Linked DNA regions of Mus musculus: region 1 is linked to region 2. Evidence: chromatin contacts called from public promoter capture Hi-C data. All regions are on one chromosome and are shown on one strand. Each heading gives the region's core, a stretch centred on a gene start, on an enhancer-like site or on the middle of the called end of the contact. The rest is flanking DNA. Distances are from core to core; before and after follow the strand shown. Region 1 has its middle 17 kb from the start of Gm34201. Region 2 holds the start of Parvg (parvin, gamma).

Region 1 (2,700 bases), core at 51-2,550, 290 kb before region 2:
GAATACACAGGAGGGTTCCTTCCTGCCCCTTCTGGCTCTAGGTTTTTCTGGAAACAGGGACATTTCCCTGGCCTCCTAGTTTCACCCCTCCCACTTCTGCTTTGCACCCCCCTAGACTCTCCTCTCTAGGTTTTTTTTTACATCCAAATTCCCTCTGGTAAGAACATAGTGATGGACCTGTGCCCACCCATCCAGTATGGTCTCCTGAGTCTCTGCTCACATCTCTCCTCTCTTGTCTCTCCCGCACTGGCCTTTTGTTTTCCTGGAACATTCCAAATTTACCATTCATGGTCTCCAAAGTACCAGACAAGCAGTCTTCACAGTGACACGGGTGGTGGGAGTCCTCACATGGGTGATCCGAGCTCCAGGCGGGCAGAACCGAAGTCTGGCATTGAGTGCCTTGTCTTGCTGTTGCTTCATTCTTGTGAGGCAGGTTAAGGATAAAGGAGTCGATGTGTGAGACAGTGATGGCCCCTCATGGGGTCGTGGCCCTGACTACTTGGCCTCATCTGAGAGGCCTGCACTGGTGTCCCCAGAGTCTGGAGTCACTGCTTCCAGGACAGCAGGACTTTGCAGAAGTGGGAGGCTGTGTCAAAGGAACACCGGCCTCTTGTTCGGTATTGCACAGATGATGAAGGGCAGAGTCCTGCAGGAGTTCCAGACCGCACAGCGCATCTGCCTGAGAGGTCTACTGTTAGAGGGTGGAGGAGAAGGGGCCCAGGGACGACTCAGAAGCCAGCTGCGGGGTTTCACGCACCCTGTCAAGCATTTATGCCGGACACAAATTGCCTTTCTTCTTTGTAGGCTTATTTCAGGCTTGACAGACCCATGAATATTTGATCAGGGAAATAATTTTCTCGGGCACTCGAGGTTGGAGGGACCCCAGAAAAGCAGGTGTCCCCTAAGGGACAGGAAGAAGCTATTGAGTGCTGAGAAGAGTAGGCTTGGGACTGGCCAGCTGTAAAACGTTGCTGGCTCTTCCTGGCTGGTGAGGGCAGTGGAAAGGGGCTTCTCTCTAGTCAGATGCAGGTGTATAGACTGGAAGCGGGTGTCCAGGTACAGGCAAGGACAGGATACTAGAGGGTCCAGCCTGCAGTTGGTGGGGTGGGCATATGCTCTCCTAGAGTGTCGTCATTATAAGGATTCAACCCCCACAGACATCTTCTGTGTCAATGAGCTCTGCTCCGAGAATACACTTGATCTACAAGTCACCTCAGATAGCATCCAAGGCTCTCCTGCTGATGTCAGCGCTCCCGCATCTGTGGGGAGATGGCGCTGATCAAGCTTTGCGCCTGCACGTGGGTGGCACTTGGAGCAGGGGTGTGGTGTATACACACAGAGCTCGTGTACTCAGCTGGCTCTGAGCTGGGGCTGGGAGCTCTTAGCTGCTTCTTCCTCTTTCTGGCTAGAGACAGGAGCTGCTTTGATCCCCACTAAGTGCGCTGTCTCTGGTGGGCGGGGCATGGAGCCTGTCTTCCAGATTAGAGACTTAAGAGCCAAGTTCTCCTCTGCAGGTGTTGGGGGGCGATTAAAGGAGTCAAAGCTAGTCCCTGCTGGCATGTTTTCATCTTCCTACTAGGGTTGCCAGCTCTGGCTTTAGCCACGTGACCTTCCCCAATCCACCTTGAATCTTGCATTGTCGAAGGGACATTACAGAGGCGAAGATAAGATTAGGACCCTGCAAGTAGGTAATTGTTCTGGAGTATCTAGATGGCCTGACGTGGCCACAGGGTCTTACAAGCAGTGATACTGAAGCAGAAGAAATTGCTCAGACAACGTGGTCTGGACTGGAAAGTTTTAAAACAGTCGGCATTATGGGAAAATAACAGATGTGGTCAAGTAAGTCTGGCTACTGTCATGGATGTCGTCACTCTAGTGTCCACAGGTGATGTGTGGCTCACCCCTGGATGGAGACTTAAGATGCCAATGAGACACAGGATGCATGAAGCTGGGCGTGGAACTACAAGTGAGGGAGAGCCTGTGCAGCAAGGACCGCTCTATGCAAATGAGCCCCCAAACCTTCCCTCTATCATCCAAGCCTTTTGTACTCTGCTGGTTGGGCTCACCCCTTGGTAGTGGATCTTTTGAAAAATCAGAGGCCATGGCTTCTGCTGTATCTGTGTGTCTCTGCTCAGTTCTTTCACGGGTGGGGGATGGGGTGGATAAGAACCTAGAACCCTTTACCCTCAAGGGCAGGGACAGGGCAAGATTGTTTCCCTAGTCCCCAGATTCCACCAGAGCACACCCCGTTTTATGGCTTGCTGACTATTGTTTAATCTGGGGCACAGTTCACTGGGAACTCCGGGGTGGGCTGGGTGGGTGCTGGTGGTGGTAAGCGATAGAGAAGATAAGAAAGTAACCGCATTGTGTCAGGCCTGTCCCCACCCACTCCAGAGAACACCGGGAGATTATCAGCAATTGTCTCTGAGGCCACCAGGAGAGGCCTCTCTGGGTCCTTTCTGTTCCCCATCACCTTCAGTGGTCACAGTCCACTGCTCAGCTCCTGCCCTGTTCCAGCAAAGTTTCTCAAAAAGGAAGCCACACCCCTTATATGCTGATTGACAGATGGGAACTTCAAACAACTGTAGAACAGTTAGAATGTTTCCGATCCAGAGGCTAATTACAAATTATCTTGGGTTATCTTTAACTCCCTTTAATGATAGACTTATAGGTCTACCTCTGGATGGGGCCTAACAGTCT
Region 2 (2,700 bases), core at 166-2,665:
TGTTAGCTTGCCTCACAGAGGGAGGCTGGCCCATCCAGCCTCCAGTTTTGAATGAGTCTTTCGCCAATTGGCTCCGCACCCCCAGACTTGGGGTGTGGTCTGTCAGGGCTTTTGCTCACGAAGCCCAGAGCTCGTGCTCCTTGTGAAAGACCAGCAGTCCCTCCTCGTCCTCGTGATGGGCCTGAGACCAGCAGTGTGTCGTGTCTTCCCCGCCCCCGCCCCAGCCTCACAATGCAATGCGCAGTGTCAGGCCTGAGACTGAGACCAGCAGTCCCATCCCACCCCACCTTCCCATCCCCCACAGCCAGCTTCGTGATGAGCACTGTCAGGCCTGCCCGTACCCAGCAAGGATCAGATTCAGAAGCTAATGGCCCCCTTCTGGTTCCCTAACCTACTTCTGGTTCTTCCGCCCACACTTCCCCTCTGGAAGTTTCATTTGCCGCATGGCCACCTTTGACTCTTCCCTTATGTCCCTCGTTCAGCCTCTGCACGAGCCTGGGATTCCCAGGCTCACTGGGATACTGGAGGTCTGGGGTCAAACTGGAAGGAAATTCACAACAAGGAACCTGAGAGTTGTGCTGAAGAAGAGGCACTGGGGGGGGGGGGGGGGCGGTGCTGAGAGCCACCATCCTCAAACTGGCTACAGCCTGGGAACCTTGGGAAACTGAGTCCTACCCTGAAGCCAGGAGCAAAAGGCCAGAGCCCCCTGGGAATGAGTTCCAAACCCCACAAACTGAGCAAGAGAAAAGAGAGTTGGGCTGGGGTGGGGAGCCTGGGCCCCAGCCAGCTCCTCCTACTCAGACTGGGTGACTATAGGCCAGCACGCTCTCTCTTTGACTCTGATGCAACTCTACAGGGAGAAGCTAGACCCTGTGTCCAGCCAAGTACACATAGACCTGAAACTGCCTCTGGTGACCGGTCCCAGGTGGGTTCCTTCCCTGCCCCAAACAGCAGTTTCTTCATGGTGGGGAACTCGGCTTTCTCTCATGCGGTAAAGCTCTGAGTGGCTCTGGTCTGAAAACTGCTCATCTGGCTGTGGGGGAGGTAGTCAGAGCTTTCCTGTGGGGACGGGTCTCACAGATCCTCAGTAAAATGATGCAATGGCCTCAGCAACGTGGCTGGATGTGGGGCTCCCCTTTGGCAGATCCCCCTGACTGTGAGCTCCCAGCTGAGATGTGCCTCTGGGTTTCTATTCAAGGAACCTCTCCACCTTCCTCTCTGAGGTCCACTACCCGGACATGTGAACAGGTAGAAGATTCTAATAGCTCAGGGACCCCACAGGCCAAAGATTAGATGCACTCACCCGCTGCTTCTTTTCAAATCAGGAAATGGAGCCCACTAGCTTAGAGGGTGACCAGGTTCCCAACGCAGACAGGTTCCGGAGGTGGAAGGCAGGGCTTCTGTTCACTTCCTCTGCCACCCCGGTGGCTGCAGACAGCTTCCTCCTCTAAGTTGCTGATGAGCGAGGTACCCTAAATCCACTGAAAGACTGCCAGAACCCCTGCCCCTAGTCTTCCAAGACTCCATGGCATCACGGGGTCTCTCATACTTCCCTCCCTGCCCCCGCCTCTCCATCAATCCAGACAATCACTGTCTGAAACATAACAGCAAGGATAGGACCCCAACAGCAAACTGTGTTCTCCACTGCCTTTTTCTCATGGTGCCCAGCCTGCACCTCTGCCTCCCTCTGAGCGGCCCTCCAACCAAGCTTGCTTGCTCCAACCAAGCTTGCTTGCTTTCTCACTTGCTGATGGACTAACTTCAAGACAGTCTCATGTAGCTCAGACTGACCTCAAAGTCACCAAGCTGAGGTGGTCCTTCAACTCCTGATTCTCCTGCCTCCATCTCTTACATATCTGAGTTACAGGCAGGAGCCACTACACCCAGCCAAAGGCTCCTAAATAAAGCCAGTCTCCAGGTCTCAGCCCGAGTCTCTGCACCCACAAGCTACTTTCCCCAGCTTCCCCAGCCCTCCCATCCTCTCCCTATAAACCGCACAACACCTGCCTGTTCTCTGCCAGTGCCTCAGGCTTTTACTTTGATGTCACAATGCCTGTCCCCATGTCTTGTAAGCTCTGCTCAACTCTTCACATGGCTCACAACTCCTTCTTGGCATGAGCTTTGGTACCTCCTCCTATAGGAAGTCTTCCACAACATCCTTTTCTTTTACAATGGTCTTGGGCTTGCAGCCATGCTAAAACTATCCTTTTTTTTCCTTTTCTTCGAGACAGGGTTTCTCTGTGTAGCCCTGGCTGTCCTGGAACTCACTTTGTAGACCAGGCTAGCCTCGAACTCAGAAATCTGCCTGCCTCTGCCTCCCGAGTGCTGGGATTAAAGGCGTGCGCCATCACACCCGGTGTGCAGCCATGCTAGATCAGCTGATGACATGGGCTGGTGCCTGATAGCTGTCTCACCATCAAACCAGGAGCTCTACAGGTTGGAACCCATCTTTCCCACTCACTACTAAAAGTCAGTGCCTACAATAGCACCAGGCACAAAATGGGATCAATGAGCATATTTTGATGGCTGTTATTGCTTAAAGGACTGTGTTGGTCCTATGACAAAATGCCTGATGGAGGCTGGAAATAGAGCTCAATTGATAGAGTGTCTGTCTAGCATGCAGGAAGCCCCGAGTTCAATCCCCGGCACCTCATAAACTAGGCATGGGAGAGGACATGTGTGATCCAGCTCTCAGAAGCT

What was found. Promoter capture Hi-C pulls out the DNA fragments that hold promoters and counts their contacts.
Region 1: a contact with region 2 is called in a promoter capture Hi-C map of hippocampal neurons, with 5 times the contacts expected there. The contact joins the enhancer-like site here to the promoter of Parvg in region 2. A contact is called at or near these places in 6 of 39 promoter capture datasets (the 3T3-L1 cell line, the C10 cell line, the SN4741 cell line and 3 more), 2 of 15 datasets of contacts at CTCF or cohesin (the NIH/3T3 cell line and large pre-B cells), 4 of 484 Hi-C or Micro-C datasets (the MNK3 cell line, the N1E-115 cell line, bone marrow-derived macrophages and 1 more), 16 of 115 datasets of contacts at active chromatin or transcription factors (the 230-238 cell line, DN3 thymocytes, T-cell acute lymphoblastic leukemia and 11 more) and 4 of 9 other capture datasets (adipose tissue, liver, macrophages and 1 more).

Annotation. Positions count from the first base shown.
Region 1 is chr15:84,608,936-84,611,635 of GRCm38.p6, reverse strand. No RefSeq gene overlaps it. Among named protein-coding and RNA genes, the nearest start is that of Gm34201, 17 kb to the left of the region's middle. Within about 2 kb of position 1,300, at least 41 of the 459 cell types and tissues checked have an H3K27ac peak or open chromatin away from gene starts, as enhancers often do. A contact at or near this core is called in DN3 thymocytes, the N1E-115 cell line, extraembryonic endoderm stem cells and 1 more, where this site is marked.
Region 2 is chr15:84,323,435-84,326,134 of GRCm38.p6, reverse strand. It overlaps Parvg (parvin, gamma), which reads right to left and starts at 1,415. Exons shown (of 13, transcript NM_022321.4): 1 at 1,304-1,415.